2 separate regions of the Zea mays genome follow, and region 1 is linked to region 2. The links are chromatin contacts, called in public Hi-C maps. All regions are on one chromosome and are shown on one strand. The core of a region is the stretch at or near the end of the contact, and the rest is flanking DNA. Distances in the headings are between cores, read along the strand shown.

Region 1 (7,439 bases), core at 1,293-3,792, 310 kb after region 2:
GATGCACGTTGGTGCATTGCTGGGTTGTAATTTTAGTTCTGGTCCAGTATAGCTTTTAGTAGGTAACTACTTTGATTTTGCAGATCTGACAGTGGCTTCTTCACCGCCTGACCGGCGTCCATGCTATCACGGTGGCTACTTCTCGCCGGTACACACGTTATCCTCCTCTAACTCCTTTCCATCTTCAGGCCATATAGAAGTGAATCAAATATCTTTCCTGTAGGTGGAGTTTTGCTTCTTGAGTTTTCAGAATATTAGAACTTCAGTAAACTTTTAGGACAGTACACTTTTGTGCTCTGTATGACTTATATGAGTCCTCGAGCTTTTTATCTCCATTTAAGTTATTTGTTTTGGATATGTGTACGACGGCACAACTATTTCTGACTTTTTTATTGGATCAATATATTTTGTTGATGAGAGGATTGAAAGCGACCTTGTCTGTATACTGTACACCAATGTGGTAGGCGCTAGTAGTTTTACACGGGTGCCTCAGGTTATGAACAATTGAACATCATGTTTAGCACAACTGGATTTTAAACTCTATCGCCTTTCTTTTATGCAGAAGACATGTACATAGCATGGTTACTCCTTTCTACAATTCTCCACTGGAGGTATTAACTTGAGTTAATCTGATTACAATATAAACTCAACAGAAACAAGTGACTACAATCCTAATCCAATCTTTAAAAAATGTCTCAAATCATAGAATAGATCTGTCGCCTTCCAGGGAAGCTTTGATCTTTAGAACAAATCCAATCCTTCACTTAGTGTATGTTAGCAATCAATATGATCATTTTTTCGTCTTTAGACCGCACAGATCAGTTGTCAGCTTCTTATTTGGGTGATGATGGTAGGAGCGACTCTGCAGCTTATTAGCTTATCCAATTTTATAATTTTGAAACCTAAATTTGGGTGATGATGTTCTTAGAAAGAAGGATAGTTGATTGTAGTAACTGGTTTTGTATCCTAAATTTTATTTAAGGCATGATTATGTTGTGTTTCTCTGTTGTAAAATATCAAGAAAATATGGAGTCTATCGAGTTGCAGAGTTCAACTCTATTTATTCCTTGTTTCTGTTATAAACTATTATATTTGTAGATGTATTTTTAACAAAAACCAATTATATTTCTAGATTATTCCTGCACCGGTTCGAGTTGGAGAAGAATTTCCACCGTCTTGGGATCTAAAAATTAGAAGCAAACAAGTTGAAGATGAAGCGACACAATTGGCAAGAGAAAGGGAGGTTAGAGGAAGTGATGATTTCTCAATTAAGAATTGCATAGCAGTTCTAAACACATTGGAAGTCACAAAGGAGGAGAAGGTCAAAGCCTATAAGGTGTTCAAGGACTCTGACAATCGACAGATTTCTTGAGTGCCTGTAATGATGATAGAGAGGCTGCATTGATGTGGTTGAGGAATGAGATGACTTAGTAGGTATACCTAAGGTTAACTGCGTACTCAATTTTACATACCTTGCATTATTTCATATTTTAGATTAGCAAACAGTATGTTGCTACAATTATTTCGTATTTTACAATTCTTGGAAGGCAAACAGTATGTTGCTACAATTTTACATACCAGCAATATGTATGATATGTGTGTAATAAGCTTTTGAATAGTGGTACCACATACATTTTCACTAATGAATACATTTTCAATAATGACCATTAGCTTTCTCATACCTGCATTTTCAGTGATGGATATCTTAGTATCAATATCAACCTTCTCTCTTTTGTTCTGGTAGTGAAAGCTTAGTTTTTTTGCTCTTTATTGAGTCATGTGGCATATACTAAATTGTAAATTTGGTTCTACCGTGAGATGTGTGGTTTACCTTGCTTAAATTGTTATAGTTGCTGACATGTATTTTTAATGGCATTTTTCTTTTTACGACAGTTCTAGACTTCCAGGGGTCGAGTTATGTACGAAGTAGCTCTAATCTTTAGAGGAAGAATGTCTTCTCGACGGGTTTTATGTACTTGTTCTATCAAAGAGTGAGATGAATCATTATCTAGATCTATGATCTCGTCATGTTTAGTACACTGGAAATGTAAGCTTTTGCAACTTATTAGTTTTAACAGACCATGAGATAATTGTGCAGGTTGTTTGGAAAGGCATTAATATTGAGCTGACTGAAAATTTTTATTTTGGTATTATTGTGGTTGTTTAAAATCGCATGTTCAGTGCATCTGTTTGAAACGTGTACTGAACGTTAGGGCACCTGTTTGAGTTATTTTGAGGCTAGTATTTTCTCTATCCCTGGATTAACCGAACAACATTTTAGTGCCAGGGATTACAATCCCTCTCTGGAATAAATCCAAGGGGTTTAAGTGATAGGAGGGGATTAACTCAATCCCTATCTGGAATAAATCCCTTTCTGGAATGTATCCACGTGAACCGAACATGCCCCTAGGTGGCGCGGTCGTTGCGCAGAGCCGTGGAGATCACGGTCGATGATTGGAGCAAGAAGATCTACAGGGCTGCGGCTGCCCAGGTGGACCCACATCGCGATGGCTCGACGAAAGGCATGCACGCGGCTGGGAGAGAGTGGCCCGAAGGCCCGTGCGTCAGTGAAGGCGTGGATAGCTGTGCGTGAGTCGGTTGGGCCACGGTGGGCCAACCGATTTCGGCCCAATGCAGGTATCCTTGTCTTTTTTTTTCTAATTTCATTTCTATTTTGTTTTTCCAATTTCAAATTCAAAACCAAGTCCACATCTTGTTTTAGATTTGAGTTCAAGTTTTATTGTACAAACAAAAAACTCCAGTGTGAAGACATTCAAGTATTTTTGATTATTTATTTCTTTTATTTGCTTATTATTACATTCCTTCAAATAATTACTCACCAAAACATGCCATGCATACATACTCTTTTATCTTTAAGGAAATATAATTTCTACTGTAGACTAGGTATTAGAAAATATTTTAACATGATTCTCTTCCATATACTTCAACTAGAGATAATAAGTCTCTTTTGTTTAATTTTATATAGAAAGTATCAACATTTTGGAAAGAGTGACTTCAAAGGTAGAAAAATTCTTTAGTCAAATATGTCTTAATTCAAAACCTTTGAAAAGTATTACTAAATTCTCAAAGTAAGATTTTGTGGTGTTACAACATCTAATACTAGTAATATCAAGTAAACACAATTCAAGAGAAGAAATGGCCATATAAAAAATCATGACGTGTAAGTGTAACTTGTATATACAGAGAAATGCGAATAGAAAGAGGCCTTGTCCCCTGCAAAACAACACAATCATAACACATTGATCGATGAGCCTGACCTGGCTGACTCCATTTCATGTTTCAGTTCCTGTAAGGGTGGCCAATAGAACTCTGATAATTAATCAGGATGGCACCCCACAGCTCAAATACAGCACTACCAGAGTACACTACAAGAGAAGTGGCAGTTTTTACACCATAAACCCCAGATACAGCTGAAGCTAACTACAAACAATTTACTCGGCTTGTGAATTACAGCTGCAGGACAGCCACCCAGCAAAGAGTCCAACAGTCAATGCCTTCATTGTGCAGATTGGTAGTCCACCTTTAGTGCCCGTTCGGTTCTTCCGGAATACTTTACTGGATTGGTTCCGGATTAGAATAGTTCACAAATTTGTATTAGCTTGATGAGTTGGAATGGTTCTGGCCTCCAATCCGGACTAAACGAACAGAGCCTTAAGAACGTTAGTGCTACGAATGCTGAAATCCAGACATCTTATGTCAGTGTCATTTGAACAATGTTGACCTGTCGACCTTAACATTAACTGAGCCTCAGTTACAGAAACTTCATCACAAGAAGGTTCCAGATTTGTGGTTGATAAAGTTTATCTCAGATGGAATCAGTCGAGAAATTCCTCTGGTACTGATAAGGGGTCAAGCTCCAAATAGCCTCGAAGCTTGCCACCTTTTTCATGTGTGAGACGAAAGCAAGGAATCTGGTGAGAGAACTTGGGGTACTCATCGTTCCTTATTGTCATCACAGAACCCTCTGCTCTGTATGACATAAATACCATCTTATAACCATCGACCTTCCTTAGAAGCTGAACTTGTATGGAGGAATCAGTATGGCCAAGTATCTCCACCAGTTCATACTCACATTTTTCAAAATCCTGTGCAGTCCATACAGCCTCCCAGTTTTTGTAAACCGCCCATATCTCACCATGACGAGGAAGTATTTCATATTCACCTTTTCTGCCAGTAGCTCTGGCCTTAACAGGATGAGAAAAGGGATCTGTACCAGTGTAAGTCATCATATCGAAGATATAGCCAAGCCTAAAGGTTCCAATGCCAATGGTCCGTTCTTCTTGGGACAATCTTTTCTCCACTTCTCCTCGAGGACAGACATCCAGCCATCTAACTTGTACTGTACCATTTTTAAGATCGACTTTCTGTATGAATGCATAGTAATTGGGGAATTTATCTATATCACTATAGAGAGCCCAGATTTGCCCAGATGAAAACTTTTGGAGAAATCTTATTCTTGAAAAATCATAGAATTCTGATTCAGCGCATACATACTCTGTTTGGCAAATGTTATCGTCATCGACATCTGTAACTTCAGGCAGATGAGTGTTATGCTTGATTTTCTCTTCATTTGGTGTTTTTGTAGCGATCCCTGCATTCACAGATTTTGTCTGTTGCCGCTGCCCCACATTCATGGTTTCTTTGCAATCTTCACTGGACAAACCAGCATGTTTGGAGTTATGCTCCTTACTTCTTACAGAACTGCATTCTGGGTTAGCAGAAGGAAAAGCCTCTTCCAAGTTGGAGGGAAGCGCTGCAGGATCAAGTTCAAGAGATCCTTCTGGAATGCCTTCTTTTTCAGTTCCGCTCATCAAATAATGCGGGACACAATGAGAAAATCTTAGTGTGTCACCCTGAGGTATCACATACGGAGCTGCCTCTCCAGACTGCACAAATAAGCTAACATAGCCTTTTAACTTCACAAGTGGCATGACAATAATGCTAGTGCTCGTGATGAGATCAGAAAGAACTTGAACAACTTCATAACGATGGTTCATTTTTTTGTGATTGCCAGCATCTGAGCTCCAACCAATATCCCATCCCTTAAAAAGGGCCCAAACCTCACCTTTCCTTGGATATATTTCATAGAAGTTGTTTGTCTTGCTTCTCTCTAATGATATAATCTGGGAGAACATACCAATTTCACTCGTTGTCTCTGACTGTCCATGCGTAAAGTGTCCACATGCAACAGGCAGACCCCTGTAAGACCATGCCTCCTCCGCTTTATTTGCAGGATTGAACTCCAGCCACATAAAGTTTAGCATAAACTTTGGAACCATTTTTACCTTTGTGATTCGAGCATAAAATCTAGGCATACAACCTTGATCATCATAGACAGCCCAGACCTGGTTGGCTCTAAATTGACTTGCATCTCGAAGTTTGTCAAAATCAAAAAATTCAGGATCTGGGAAAGTGAATTTGTTATCATCTGAAGCATCATCATCGTTTAGACCAAGACCATTGTTCCTGATAGAATGAAATAGCTCTTCTTTGCCATCACTATTTTCTCCAACATGCATTGGTTCTCTCTTCATCTGCTCAACACAATTGGAAGTTTTCTCTTCACATGGCAAACCACCATTCTTTTTACCTTTTATGTTACTGCAGCTACTCACACCATTATGTCCAGTGGTGTCTTCATTCAGCTTTGCTGTTTTAGTACTGTGATCGCCATGGAACAGGCCACCTTTTCTCAACCTTTTCAAAGCAGGAGAGCCAAAAAAATCATCCTCAACTGTGTTACCATCTTCAGCATCATAATTATCATCATCACTATCCTCATTATACTTAACTTCTTGCTTCTGCCTGCTAGATCTGCGAGTTTGTTGACCTGGCCCTGCCCTATTTTCAGAAGGACCATGTTTTAGAATCTCTTCCTCACTGTCGCTACTGGTTTCTGATATGCTAGATTCACTGGATTCAAATGCCGCCCTCCTGCCCCTTTTCAATCCAGCACTTGATGAAGCTTTTGAAGGTTTCCTGGTGGACTGTGCAGATTTCATTTTGTTTTTCAGTCCACCTGCGTTACCATCAGCTTTCCGCTTTGTATTCACATTAGCATGATGAGAACTGGTATTAACATGAACTCCTGAAGTGGCAGACCAGCCTTTCTGACCAGTGACATTTGATTGAGGTCCTGCAGAGTTCTGTGGTGTGCCTGCATTTTTCCAAACCCCGGCAGATCGCTGATTTGCACCAGAAGGAATAGCTTGGTCCTTCAAATCATGTGCGATAAATGACTTCAAACAATTCTGACAGCGCAAAACCTTCTTCAAGATCGAGAGGTAGTACTGATATTTCATGCCACAAGCTGGACAAATAGTCCAGAATGTTGTTTGCGGCCCTGTAGGATCTGAGGCTTGATACTGATGTTGCTGATGCATAGTATGGAGATTCACAGGAGTAGAACTAGATCTAGCAGGTGCAGGTCTTTTTGGTGGCTGATGACTGGGTCTTGCTGTAACACTCCTGAATGTTCTTCTTTTCATGTCATGCACAGAACGTTTTGACCGGTCTGTAAGAGTTATGTTTGCTTCTCCAACTAATTTGAATGCTGCCTCTGCACCTCCAAACTTATTCTTATCAGGGTGTAGCAAAAGGGCAAGCTTACGATACTGTTTCTTTATCAGTGCGTCGTCAGCATTTACAGGTACTTGCAGTATTCCATACCAATCAATCTCAGTATTCACCTTAGCTCCAGCAGCACAATGAACATCACAAACAGTTAACATTTTTGGAATGTCAACGTCATCCACTTCTTGGAGGAGTTGCTGCGCCTTCATAATCATCTTTTTTGCACCAATAAAATCCATGTCCATCATTTTTCTTTCTGCCAGAGCTTTTGCTCTAGCAGCTTCATCTCTGTTGCATTCCATGTAAACACGTGAAGTTGGTATCGTTGCAAAAATGCTAGACTATGAAGTGGCTAGCACAGTATAGTAGTAATCACAGGATTAGTTATCTAATAATAAGATGTGCAATGCAGGTTGTAGAACTCTTTGGCTGCCAATAGTAATATGTGAACAAAAACCAACAGCAAGTTTCTGCAACAAAGTAAACAATGTAGTTAATAAAACAAACATGCCAGCATAACAGCAATTTTCTAAAACAAAATTAACAATGTAGTTTTTGCAATATTCGACAATTATGTTGTGAACACTTTCATTGGAAAGCAATAAACTAGGAACAAGAAGGCGCCAGCAGCCACCAGTATCTAATTCTGGGCCATAGTTATCTGTTAGGGGAGCTGCTACTGCAAGTTAGGATCTGGAGAGTAAGAATAGGGGGATTGGTCAGAGTAAGAATAGGGGGACTGGGCAGCAGTTTGTTAGTAGACAGCCAGCATTAGGCGATATAACTAAGGGCCGCCTGATTGTGAGGGGCATGCAGAAGTAGAGGACTGTCGATCATAGCCTTTT
Region 2 (7,508 bases), core at 3,647-6,146:
TGCCGCGGGAGCAGGCCGCCAGTGGAGCGCGGAGCACGGAGGGCGAGCCGCCGCCTGTGAAGAAAGGGCGGCAGCGGCACCAGCACGCCGCCCGGTGGTGGTGCCATGGAAGAAGCCTCGACTCGAGCAGCGCTCCGGCTCCGGCTCCGGCTCCGGCTCCTCCACCACCATCCTCCCTTCTTTCGAGGTACAGTATAGTAGTACGTCCGCTGCAGCAGGAGGGCGATTGATCAATATTCATGTATTACACAGGACAGGACTCACTCACGCTCTTCTCTGGGTAGTTAGGTACGGAAAGAGAAGTTAGGGGACCGGATCGCTGCCCTCCAGCAGCTCGTCTCGCCATTCGGCAAGGTAACTTAATCTAGGCTACCTCCGTCACAGTTCTCGAATATTTATCGCATGCTAGTTCATTTTCTTACGAACACAAAGAAAACGGAGGAGTGTGGGACTACTACGTATATACTACATATATGGAGGTTATTCTCTTGGGGCCAAGTAATATACCCTGACTACTAGTATGTGCAGACCGATACCGCGTCTGTGCTCATGGAGGCCATTGGCTACATCAAGTTCCTCCAAGACCAAGTCGAGGTAATTAATTAATTAATTAACTTGCTAGGATTTCCTTTTTCTCTCTCCTGACAGCAGCTCTCTCTCTCTCACACCTCCCTCCCCCCCTGCAGACTTTGAGCCGCCCCTACTTGAAGTCGTCCAGAAGTAGCAAGAAGCCCAGGCCGACGCACCAGCGGGTACACTACACCACATATATAAACCCTACTCCGGTGCTGTATCCTGTGCTGTGTGCTGCGCGTGCGTGCGTGTAATCGTGGTGTGTTTGCTGGTCAGGGGTGTTGGAACGCCAGCGCTGCAGGGGAGGAGCAGGAGCAGGAGGAGACGACGACGAGGAGGCGGCGGCCTGACCTCCGCAGCAGAGGGCTCTGCCTCGTGCCCCTCTCCTGCACGTCCTACGTCACCAACGAGAACGGGGCCTGGGTTCCTTCCCAATTTTAATTTTAGGGGAGACTACTAGCTATAGAGATCAGAGGAGCAGAGACAACACTGTACCACGAACTAATCCACGGTTAATATCACCTCACATCTCTGCTCTGCTCATGTTGTTGTCTGTGTCTCTTTGCCTTGGCCCTTGGCCGTAAATACCAGTCAGTTTCTATAAAATTCTCTTCGTCTACAGACGCAGCCAGCCCCACACAGAGCCATATGACGACTTACGAACGTCCAGTCCACACGACTGCTTTCCCAACGGCAACGAACAGCAGCAGCAAACGCAAGCTTCCACACAAATTCGAGCCCTTGAACCGTGAGATTACCAGATACGCATAAACATGGGGGGAAAACCTGACCATGTCAACATTTCAAGTGAATTTACAAGTACATGCGAGTCAGCTGCCCTGTGTTTATACAACTATAAGGACTCCGGCGGAGCCACAGATGCCTACAGGATAAACCTTAAAGAACCTGTATAGCTCTGGATCCTGCGGCGGACGCGTTTGCTTTACACCAACAGACAGACGACGACGCCGCCTCACGATGGCGACCCTTTGCTGCCCGTGGTCATGAAAGATTCGCCGCAGCCACACTCCCCCTTGGAGTTCGGGTTTACGAACACGAACTCGGACCTGGGTGCGGCAGGAACTCCGGTTAGTAACTGAAAAAGTGCTACGAAGAAAAGAAAAAAAGAAAAAGAAGGAACCACTGTGGAGTAGGGCCGGGGGCCATACTTTAACGGGTCGTCAACGTAGTCCATCTTGGTGCCTATGACATGCATCAGAGCCTTGGGGTCGATCAGCACTTTCACTCCCTTCTCCTCGACAAGCTCATCAAACTTCCCCTTTTCGTCTGCCGGTTACAGGAGCAAGTAACTGATTAAACACAGGAGCAGGCAGGTGTTGGCCAGCAGACAGCAGAAAAAAGCTATTAGGTATATATATATTCAACGCAATGCAGCAGACGCTTCAGTAACTGGTAAACCTCATTTACATGGACCAGTCGATGTTAGGCGAAACCATAAAAGGTGCCTGCCAGTCCACTTACACCTCATAAGTTCCTACCCAAGTTTTACTTTCATACTAATGTTACACTTGGAAGCTATGGCATCGCAGAGATGGGCCAGTGCGCACCATGCTTTTGCTGCATTGATTGATACAGGCTGATTCAATAGTGAACCCAAAAAAAAAAGGGGCATATGTTGGCGAAGTCCCATTGGGTATTAAAAGTAGGAAGTAATTGAACGTCGTGACCAATACAACCATTGAAGGGATAGTTTGGAATCCCCTCTGGGATTGTAGGGGATTGCGGGAGAAATTAGTTCATTTTCCCCCCTTTCCAAACTAGTAGCCAGAAAAGCCATTCAGACCCCGGTACTAAAATACTTAAACGTGGTGCCCAATGGTAATGTTACAGCAGGGGGGTCGAGGATTTCAGAGATGACAAGGTTTTTTGTACCATTCAGGGGCCAACGAAGGACAGTACCGGGTGTCCTGCACCCCCCCCCCCCCTGGATGCATATATCAAGCAAAATTTACATGCGAATCGTGACTAAAAGCAGTTAGAGCAACTCCAGTAGTTCTCTAAAAGACTTCCTAAATCAATAATTTAGCTAGTTAACATAAAAACTATTCTCTAACAGTTCTCTAAACGAACTTTCTAAATTTAACAACTTGTCATCTAACCTCATTTTCTCTCTACATTTGACAACCATTTAACAACTCCCTAAACAAAAATATTGACTGGATTATGTAGTTTTTGTGACTTATTTTTTTATGTGGATAGATACAAAACAAAATTACAACCTATATTTAGAGAACTATTGGAGAACTCACATTTTTTTACTCCAAAAACCATTTAGCAACTTCTTAAATCTGTAATTTAGAGAGCTAAAATTTACATAACTATTGGAGTTGCTCTTAGGAAGTCTAAATTTAAACACTTCAGCACCCATTCAGTTAAAAGACATGCACCAAGCACCCCCTCTTGTAGCAATCCTGGTTCCGCCTCTGGTAGCGTTGGTTAGGCTGATACGACAGTGAAAAAAGGGTAAGACTTGAGCAAATCCCATCCAATCCAATTGGATATTATCAGGGCCGAATCTGTGTCCCAGGCTGGGGCGGCTACAGCCCCGGTCCAGCACCTAAAAAGCTAAAGAAACCCCTTATAAACTTAGCCCATGAATATGAGGCCTAGAAGGCCAGGCTCCACCCAAAGGTCCAACATCCACCTCTCTTCTCCAACTCGGGCGGCACAGATGCTCTGATTCCCGACGCCTCTCTGTTCGCCAACGTTTCTGATCTCCGTTGCGGCATCTTACAGGAAGCTGCGCCCAGGCATCCCTGCTGCGGTTGGCTCTAGTCAGTCAACAGCAATCGCCCCCAGCGGGCCAGTACCCCAACGGGCAATCCCCAAGGACATGGCCAGAGACCCCCAGCACTAAGGGGAGCGATGGCACCAGACGGTCAGGTAGCAGGCGCCCAGCTGATCACCTTTCAAAGGGAATAACATCCCTAGGTGGCGTCGGGCAGGTGTCTAGCCGGCCAGGCGACCGCCGCTCTCATCCCCCATCTGTTGGTATGCTAGCTGCTGCAGTGAGCCAATGAGGTACAGGATGTTCTATGGTCTAGAACTTCAGTTCATGTTCATCCCACTTTGATTGCCAATTCCAATTTTTTGGCATGAATAATTGATTCTAAATTGCTACATAGAGTGACATTTGTTTACATCCATGGAAGATAAAAAAATACTAAAGTGCTTTTTGTCCACAAGAAACACTATGTTATATGTCACCCCGATCATTTTAAATGTATCCTATTATTTCTATTCATCATTACATCTATTAAGTTGTTTATTTAGTTTATGACTCATAAATTTTCTACCTTCCAATTATTTAGCCCCCCTTTGATCCACTTATAGATCCATCAAAGGGTATTGTGAATATTCTGGTAATTAAACTGGCACACCGACATACAACTGAACAGTAACGAAAATAAAAGCGAAATGGTAAGAACACAAACATGGTATATGACTGAACTGAAATCATCATGATCCAACAGAAGTAACAATTCGCAATGAAGGATATTATACATAATTCTGCATATTAGATGACCGGGGCAGTATTAAGCAAGATGTGTAACATAACATAAGCTTATCACTTTATCCATTTCCCTCTCTTTCTGTTGTGGATGAAATCGGATGTTGTTAATGTGAAACAATGGAAAACTGGTGCAGGAAGTTGATCCGTGCAATAAGGAAGCGGTAAGTATACCGGCATAGTTGAGCGTGTACGAGAGGCCGTTGCAACCACGCGCTTTGACGCCGAGCCGCAGGAATGGCCGCTGCCTGAGGCTGAGGAGCTGCCGGATCCTGGACGCCGCGGCGTCCGTCAGCGTGAGGGCCTGCCTGCGAATAGCCCTGTCGGCCGCAGCCCTCAGCACGGAGGACGACATGGCTAACTGGCGGCGGGTTCCACAGCAACCTCTCCTCCACGAACAAGCCGCGACGCAGAGGCCTAATGGAATCACGTAAGAAGCAGAACAATATGCCACTAGTTGAAGAAACAATCAAATCGAACCAAAGTGGAGATCTTTACAAATTAATTCGAGATAATAACTAGGCAAACCAATTCTATACCATAGTTTCATTCAATAGGATGGGAGAGCAGGCGATTCGAGCTGTTGATTGGGAATCTCAACGAGCTGCTCACCTGCAGATTGGAATTGGATCGATGGATGGACGGTGGACGCCTGCACGCCGATTGGATCTCCTCCTCCTTGGACGGCTGCTGGGTTGGGATGGGACAGGACAAGAGCCTTCCTCGCCACAGCTGCCGTGCCGTGCTGCTCCTCTTCTCCGAGACGCTGGGAGCTCCGATTGGAGACGTCTGGAAGACGGCCAGACGGGAGGCGCATAGGAATGACGTGACGGAGTTTCGTCGTCGAATTCCACCGGCTCCCCCGAGGCCCGCCCGCCCGACCGGCCGAGCTTTTCCTTCGGCTCCCTAGTGGCCCAGGACCAACCTAACCCAATAAAAAGCCCGATCCAACACGGCCGTCAGTTGGGCGCGAGCCAACAAAGTTAGCCCAATATTGTGCTCGGGTCAGGCCATAAGAAAATGTAAAAGGAAAACTTTTTTCACTCGATCCTACACTTATGGATGTAAAGCCCAAAATTGATAAAAAATATATAATAATAATAGTAGAATAAATAAAGAAATATATTTATCATGGTAATTTGGGAATTGTTGAAACCTTTGAAAATTTCATTAGGATCCTTCCTTATTATAATCTATCAATAATATTGAAGTAGTGGAGGTGGAGCAACCAGTAAACAAACAAAGAAGGATGAATCTCTTGTTTATAATTTTGTGTGACGCACTTTATCAAAACCATACCTTAAATTAGACCTCCAATTTTAAATAAAGACATAAAATGAAAAAATGAGAAAAGGAATTCTAATGCAACCATTCATTCCTCCCATAAGTACATAACAAGGAAAATACTAAATAAATAATATTAGAGGTTATAATCACATTATTATTAATTTTGGCACTTGGGGAAAATTGAAAGTGCAAAATAGGAATTTAAAATTTGGTTTGAACCTTTAAATTTGGAATTTTGAAGAAAAAGAATAAAGAAAGAATAAAGAAAAAGCTTACCTTCGGTTGGGTCGGCTTCCTCATCCCAGGGCCCAACTTGGCATACCATCGCGGCCCACTCCGTCCTCCCCACCTTTTGCTACGCGACACACACTGACAACAGGGTCCCACCCGTCAGCAAAACGGGATCTCAGCCATGCCGAGTCACTTACGCACCTGGCCCATCCCCCAGCCTCCCACCAGTGTTGATACGGAAGCTCGTGTCTCGCTGGTTGGTGGCCCTCTTGCTCAGAAGTCGTCAACTACCTCCCGACGGGACCGCGCCGCGCCGCTGGATCCTACGGGGATCTCGCGGAGTCATTTCCCCCTCCTGCTCGAACTTCGGGGTTGGCGCATATAAAACCCGTGGCGCTGCGACCCCCCCCCCCCCAAACCCAGAGCTAGTCGTGCCCTAGGAGAATAGAGACAGAGAACCGTCGTTGCCGCAGTTTCCGCCGTCGCTGAAGCACGTGACCGCCGACGTCGGGCTACCCCAAGCCATTCAGGGAGCTTCGCCTCAACACTCTGTCGGTGTCCGTGGTCTCGCCACACAAGTTTCGTGGCCGGGTTGGTGTGAATTTGTCGTCGGAGGAAAGGTTCCGCCGTTCACTCGCTCTCCGCTGTGGCCAGCACTACCTGGGCAATAATTGTCGGTGAGAATGTCGCCATCAAGCTCGCTTATCCCTACTCTTTATAAATCTCGGGATTAGCTGTGAAGTAGAGCGTCGGTCGCGGGTTTGTCGAACTTCAGCGAGCACACCGTCGTGGGGGGGTCTTGCTCCGCCGTGCGGGGGTACCTGGTGGCGTGGGTATGGCGCGGTAACCGTTGGATACCAGATGAACGCACGAGATTAGGTCGTCGAATATCGTTTCGGTTGCATCCTAGCGTCACTGTTGGATGGCGATCGGACCGCTCCGATGCAATTTTAGGGCAGGAAGGATTGTTGGGCGTGGATCTTTGATCCTGCGGACATCATCACATACCGGTTCGTGCATGGGATCAGTTTCATGTGGGCCGTAGGATTAGATCTGAGTGGCCGTGGCTAGCGGATACCCCTTCGCGGTGTAACATTTACTAAAGAGACCCCCCGAAGATAGTTAAATCAACCCGGCGTCCAGGTTAATATTAAAATCATTGCAGGGAGGCCCTGAAATTAATGAAAACAACCCTGATCTCTCTGTAAATTTTGTCCGTAGTCCAGAATTATTAGAAATATTCATAATTAAATCAGAAAATGATTTTAGTATAAAAATAATTCCTGAAACTTGTTTAATTCATATTTAATTTATTTTAACTCCAAATTGATTCATTCCAGCTGCAATAAATTGATATTATTTATCATCTGGTAACCTTATTTTGTTATGAAACATAGGTAAAAATGGTGCACATAATTTCTTTTGTATATAACACTTAAATCTTTGGAAATTCATAACTTTCTAACCGTAACTCCGATTTTAGTGGTTCTCGAACCCACGATCTCGTAACAACTTGTAGATTATTCTTATGCAATTTGATCTTATGTTCGTTGTGATGTTAATTTTTCCTGTACCATGTCTGTTTGTATTGCTACGACTAGCAGCGAGGTTACGAGTCACCTGAAGAGCAAGTTGGTACCTGGAATCTCAAGTCTCAGGAAAGTTGTGCCCTTGATCACTTCTTTTTATCCAGTCATGTTCTTATTAATCATAATGATCTACATAGGTTAATTTTGATGGGACCCAATAGGTTATTCTAGTTTGACTATCTTTATACCTTAATTTTGATGGGACCCAATAGGTTATTCTAGTTTGACTATCTTTATACCTTGTTTACCACTGAATTTTTGGGTAGTACCTGCTATTGCTTTATATGGTTTTGGGT

What was found. Hi-C and Micro-C count contacts between places; a contact is called where the count stands out from the background.
Region 1: a Hi-C map of tassel shows a contact between it and region 2, with 2.3 times the contacts expected there. The contact joins the enhancer-like site here to the promoter of LOC100280739 in region 2. A contact is called at or near these places in 2 of 25 Hi-C or Micro-C datasets (endosperm and tassel).

What each region holds. Positions count from the first base shown.
Region 1 is chr8:8,146,724-8,154,162 of Zm-B73-REFERENCE-NAM-5.0, forward strand. LOC103634727 reads right to left here. Exons shown (of 3, transcript XM_020542766.3): 3 at 3,176-7,064. The coding sequence starts at 6,896. The coding sequence ends at 3,837. Among protein-coding and RNA genes, the nearest start is that of LOC118473077, 4.3 kb to the left of the region's middle. Within about 2 kb of position 2,543, at least 14 of the 20 cell types and tissues checked have an H3K27ac peak or open chromatin away from gene starts, as enhancers often do. A contact at or near this core is called in tassel, where this site is marked.
Region 2 is chr8:7,837,247-7,844,754 of Zm-B73-REFERENCE-NAM-5.0, forward strand. It overlaps LOC100280739 (HESB-like domain-containing protein 2), which reads right to left and starts at 4,897. Exons shown (of 4, transcript NM_001155722.1): 1 at 4,718-4,897; 2 at 4,280-4,522; 3 at 1,743-1,860; 4 at 1,297-1,640. The coding sequence starts at 4,460. The coding sequence ends at 1,547. LOC100381500 reads left to right here. Exons shown (of 7, transcript NM_001174331.1): 3 at 1-187; 4 at 289-354; 5 at 529-594; 6 at 687-752; 7 at 850-1,114. The coding sequence ends at 1,014.